2 separate regions of the Mus musculus genome follow, and region 1 is linked to region 2. The links are chromatin contacts, called in public Hi-C maps. All regions are on one chromosome and are shown on one strand. Each heading gives the region's core, a stretch centred on a gene start, on an enhancer-like site or on the middle of the called end of the contact. The rest is flanking DNA. Distances are from core to core; before and after follow the strand shown. Region 1 overlaps Zdhhc5 (zinc finger, DHHC domain containing 5). Region 2 overlaps Ctnnd1 (catenin (cadherin associated protein), delta 1).

Region 1 (2,700 bases), core at 114-2,613, 72 kb before region 2:
TCTATAGTGTTCCCAAGTACAAAGTCTCAATTTTCCATTTCTAAAGTTGGGGAGAAGAGGTAGGGAGATCTCTGTTTTTGGTAGAATAAAAAAGCAGGTTAGTTACTAATCCGGATGGTCTCTCCAGTGTCCTATCCGAGGCCCAACTTGCTTTCTTTCTTTCAGATTCTGCCTCAGGTCTTTTCCACTCTTTGGGCAACCTCTGTGGAGGTCTCTTCTCTTCTCTTCTCTTCTCTTCTCTTCTCTTCTCTTCTCTTCTCTTCTCTTCTCTTCTCTTCTCTTCTCTTCTCTTCTCTTCTCTTCTCTTCTCTTCTCTGTGGAGAGGGCTTAGCATCTGATTTGAGTGGGAACAGCCTGATGATCTGGGGCATTAATTGAAGCATGGCTGTTCCTTTCCTTCCCGTGTGGTTTTCCTCATCCAGGAAAGTGCCTAGATCCTACAGCATACATGGTTCAGATGCTGGAAATTACAGGGTATAGAAGTACAAGAAGCAAGTGTAAAGAAAAACTTAGGAATCTCTCAGAGGACAAATTGTTTTCCATGGAATCTTTACGGAATTGTTCCTTGATGAATTTCTAGGCTGGAAACGGGGCTTTCATTCCAGCTGTCTCATCAAGAAACACTAGACAAATGCTCAAGCAGAATGCTAGGCTTGGGTGGGGGGCATAGGCATGTTCCTTAGGAGCTTACTGCCTCAGCTTTAAATGTCCTTCAATCTCTAGTACCTCACATAGGGGAGATGGGATCAAGGATGAAAGAGCCGAAATGATAATTGGTGATAGTGAAGATTTTTCTTGCGTCTTATATCTGGTGAATTCTCAGTATGATACAAGCTGATTTAAAAAGAATTCTAGTAGTAAAGCATGGCACATGCGTTTAATCTCAGCACTTGGGAGGCAATCAGATGGATCTTTGAGTAAGAAGAGAACAACCTGGTCCACATAATGAGAACCTGCCTCAAACCAAGAACAGGACCTGCCTCCTTCTCCCCCACAGAAGAATTTTAGCATCTTTTCAGACATGCTTCTTTATTTTCATGTGTGTATCACACAACTGAAGTGACAAGTAGCAAGCTTAAGAGTTTCCTGTGAATTGAGAAAGAATTAGAATCTAAGACTCATTGGTTGAGTTTTCCTTTCTAGGAATTTGAACTTTTTTTTTCCTTTTAAGTAGTAGGAAGTGTTAGAAATGTTAGGGAACAAGATTTCAGAAGAGTGTCTATTGAAACCCCCACTTCCCCTTTTACTTGGCATTGAAAATAGGCATAATGAATGGGTGGGCAGAAGAACCTGTTCTACCTGGGGTGGTTTCTGTCTGGGATCCCATCAGTGACTCAGCTTCTGAGCTGCAGCCACTCCCTAAACTTCTTGTGCTCTGTGATTATTACTTACAGAGCTAAGGACAAGTCCTAACTTTTCTCTTAGGTCTGGCTACATCTCTTTCTATCAAAGGCAACCGATTCAAATAGGCCACTTGGAGTGGTCATCTTAGAATTTAGCAGAGTGCTAAAACAAGGAAAGCTTTTCCTTAAGACAAGTAGAGCATAGGGTGTGGCTGAAGCAGGCTTTGCTCACAGATTGTTGAGGTGAATTGCTCCTTCAGCTAGAGTCCTAAAGCTAGAGGCTGCAAGTCTCAGTCTAGGAGATACTGTTCATGAAGAAGGTGAATTATTTGAATCACTTAGACATTCTGTCACTGTGGGGACAGTCTTTATTTTAACAATAGATAAACTCAATTTTACTATTATGTATTTCACTGAAATATACTGACAGGTTTAAAGGTAAAATTTGGCAGGATACACAAGGAGTTGGGTGATTTATTTTGTTGGAAATGACACTGAAGAAAAGGTGGGGTCTAAAAGATCAGGAGTTGAGCCAGGTGTGGTGGCACAACCTGTGTGTAATACTATCACCCAGAAGGCTGAAGCTGGCAGGAATATTAGAAGTTTTAAAGTGTGAGAGTATTTTAGTGTTCTAGGCAGAAATACGCCACACAAAGAGACCCTCTTTCAAAAAAACAAAACAAATGGGAGGGTGTGAGGAGGAAAATAATAAGAAAAAAGGAAAGGCCTAGATTGGACTTTGAGTTGAGGGGCTACAGTGACCAGTTCTAAGAACTTTAAATCACAAGTGGTTTAAAGATTTATTTTTCCCTTCTAATTATCTTCCCAGGCTGTGAAGTGAGTGAGTGAAGTGAGTCACCCTTTCTCTTCTCCTCAGGCGGAAATTGAAGGACAGCTAAGTACTAGGGAGAGGCTCTGACCTGGATGATTGGTTTTCAGTTTCTCCTTCCTTCCTGAGAAACCTGGGAAGTAGGTTCTGCAGGGCTCTTCCTTCCCACGGTCCACCCCAGCTCCTGCCATGGCGTGCGGACAGCTTTTCTGAGTAGAAGCACTCAGAGGAAGGGGCTTTCTGGGGCTTTCTGTGAGAATGCTGTGCAACTGTGGCTAAAGGGATGTTTTTACTTCGATAGCTGTCATTATTTTGGTTCCCAATTCTATATAGCCCAGTAAAGAGAAGCAATGAGTTTATTAATGTTTACTAGCTGCAAAGCCTGGTACATAAATAGTATTTAGTTATATTTATACATTTTTTTTGTTGTTGTTGTTGTTTTTCAAGACAGGATTTCTTTGTATAGCTCTGGATGTCCTGGAACTCACCCTGTAGACCAGGCTGGCCTCGAACTCAGAAATCCGCCTG
Region 2 (2,700 bases), core at 14-2,513:
GAGAGAGAGAGAGAGAGAGAGAGAGAGAAGATAGGAGCTCACTCTGTAGCCCAGACTAGCTTGAAATTCTCTTGTTTCAGCCTCCCTTGTATTTTTTGTATTTGGATTACAAGTATGTAATACTATCATATCCTGCTCAAAAAATAACAATAAAACCCCTTGTTTTAACTTTTGTGTACTTAGGATGACTCATAACACTGGAAGCATAGAAAGTTCCTACCCTCCCGTGTGGGGAGAAGTACTATGGCCTTGAGTAGGGCTGCTTACCGGCAGTGCTACTTACGATATGTTCACTTAGTATAGCAAAGCAGACATAGCACTGTGGGCAGAGAGCCGCTGGAGCCCACCTAGGTTTTCAGAGAATATGGCCATCACACAGGTACTGGCCAGACCACCTTACAGACAGGTTGGTACTGGATCAGAAGGTACTGAGAAGATTCTGCTGAGAATTTCTATGGGGAGATTGCAGCACACTGTGCTCTAGGCCTGGGTTTTATCTTTCATTCAGATGGGAAAGCATTTCATCCTGTTACCTGTTAATATAGTTAAAGTGTCGTGCTTCCTGTCACTGCTTTCTTCATAGATGCACTGTTGTTCATAAAGACAGATGTTTCCAAAACCTCACAGAAGGGGTATCTATTGATAGTCTCATCAAGGCTTTGAAAAATGAGGGACTTTGTGCATATGGCTCAGGTACATGATTCCACCTTTTCCAAGTTATTTTCAAATGATGAGCAAGAGATGAGGAATGACATAGAGAGAAAGTAAAAGGATTGGTGAGAAGCTGTGTTTTAAAAACAAAGAATGTGAGTTCATGTCAGTTGAATGGCTTCTCCTAAACCCGAAGCGTAAGCTTTTCTTCTAGGGTTTTTTTTTTGGGGGGGGGGGCTGGGGGGAATATAATAAATCACAGCAGATTTAAGAATTTTCCTTCCCTTTCCTTTTTTTAAAAAAAAATTTTAATTAGATATTTTCTTCATTTACATTTCAAATGTTATTCACCCCCCCCTTCCTTCTCTTTTAATAAGAGTTACACAGTATCATCAAATTCTGTTAGATTTTTCTCACTTTACTGCCCTCCCTTCAGGAAGGAGAAAGGCATTTGGCCTGTCCCCTTCCTGGAGTCTGACCCCTCCCCCACCCCTCCCTTTTATCTTAGTTTCCTTATCGGCTTCTCTCGAGCCCTGCTTTTTCCTTATAAGGCTAGGCAAGGTCCCTTTGCTTCTGTTGCAGAGGGATCTAGATGAGTAGCTGTCTCGGTGTCTGTTGAAAAAATTCAGTATCTGTCCCAGTGGAGGGCCTTGGAGAGAGGCACCTGGCTAATGGGGGAGGAGAGGGAGGTGGCCTGGCCTGAGAGATCAGAAGGACTTGTTAGACCAGTCCTGTGTATGTGTCATACAGCTCCAAAGAGAAGCAGGTTTTGTTTCTTTCCATGCCCTCTTAGTCCTGGGTTCCTTGATAGAGTCACACCTTTCTTTTGCTTCAAAGCTAGCCCAACTTTAGCCAGTGTTAATATGCTAGGATTTGGGGAGTTGCAAGGATATGTAGGAGGGGGGAAAAGAGCAAAAGTAATGTTCTATGTTGTTTCTGAACTTAGGCCTTGACGAAGTGATTCCCCCACCCTTCTTCCTTTTGTGATGATATCTCTCAGTGTGTCGTTTCCTCAAACTCCTATCCCAGACTCCAGTGATCTTCCTGCCTGTGGACCAGTTTTTGTTGTGGCACAAGACCTCTTAGCTTTGTACCCCTGAACTGTATTCCTCAGTCTCCACATACTTTTCTGAAATTACAAATTTACAGTAGGAGCTACAAATTCATCTTGTATGGTGGCCATCATCTGTAGTTTTAGCATTCTGAAAACTGAGGTGTGAGGATGACTTCAAGAGTTTGAAGACAGTTTGGACTATCTAGGGTTACAGGCCAGCTTAGACTGCAGAGTGGAGATCCTGACGCAAACAAGCAAAATGAAAAAGAAAATAAACATTAAATTCTGCCGTGGATGTAATACACACCCATAGTCCCATCAGTAGGTAGCTGAGACGAGGAGCAATGCTGAGTTCTAGGCTAGCTTAGTTGATATCACTAAGTCAAGCTCATCTCTCAGCTTGGCTACATGCTACCTGGAGCTGAGTCAAGCCAGGATGGCCAACTTAGGGCCTAAGTATTTGTGTCCTTCAGATGCCCCTGGCCCAGAAACCTTTGTGGCCCTGGTTACTGAAAACCTGGTAATCTCTCAGGACCAAGGAACTTTTTAATGCAGCACAGGTCCATTGCTCCAGCACATAGCTCCTAGAAAGCTCCGAAGAGCTGCTACCATGCCAGTCAGGGGAAGATGGAATCAAATTCCTGGTGGGTGGTTTGTTTTTGGGGAGGGGAGAACAGGATCACACAGTATAACCCAGGCTATCATGGAGCTTATGTAGCCCAGGCTGGACTCCCAAGGATCTCCCTGCCTTAACCTCCTCAGTACTTAGATTGCTACCCCAATTGGGTGTAAGCTACCCCAGAGGCACAAGAGACACTTTTTATGTTATTTTTTCCCTTTCACTTCTTTTCTCTTTTTAAAATAGGGTTTGCTTTCTCTGTGTGGCCCCGATTGGCCTGGAACTCGCTTTCTCTACCAGGCTGACCTCAAACAAACATCTATCTGCCTCTGCCTCATGAGTGCTGGCATTAAAGGCGCATGTGGCACTGCCCTCT

Evidence for each region. A called contact is a pair of places that touch in the nucleus more often than the background predicts.
Region 1: a contact with region 2 is called in a Hi-C map of epidermal suprabasal cells, with 1.9 times the contacts expected there. The contact joins two enhancer-like sites. A contact is called at or near these places in 2 of 39 promoter capture datasets (cranial neural crest and embryonic stem cells), 3 of 484 Hi-C or Micro-C datasets (epidermal suprabasal cells, muscle stem cells and uterus), 5 of 115 datasets of contacts at active chromatin or transcription factors (embryonic stem cells, extraembryonic endoderm stem cells, heart atrium and 2 more) and 3 of 9 other capture datasets (adipose tissue, liver and pancreatic islet).

Annotation. Positions count from the first base shown.
Region 1 is chr2:84,704,099-84,706,798 of GRCm38.p6, reverse strand. The region is part of intron 2 of Zdhhc5 (zinc finger, DHHC domain containing 5); the gene reads left to right. Among named protein-coding and RNA genes, the nearest start is that of Zdhhc5, 9.7 kb to the left of the region's middle. Within about 2 kb of position 1,363, at least 42 of the 459 cell types and tissues checked have an H3K27ac peak or open chromatin away from gene starts, as enhancers often do. A contact at or near this core is called in epidermal suprabasal cells, trophoblast stem cells and uterus, where this site is marked.
Region 2 is chr2:84,631,769-84,634,468 of GRCm38.p6, reverse strand. The region is part of intron 1 of Ctnnd1 (catenin (cadherin associated protein), delta 1); the gene reads left to right. Among named protein-coding and RNA genes, the nearest start is that of Ctnnd1, 18 kb to the left of the region's middle. Within about 2 kb of position 1,263, at least 154 of the 459 cell types and tissues checked have an H3K27ac peak or open chromatin away from gene starts, as enhancers often do. A contact at or near this core is called in epidermal suprabasal cells, trophoblast stem cells and uterus, where this site is marked.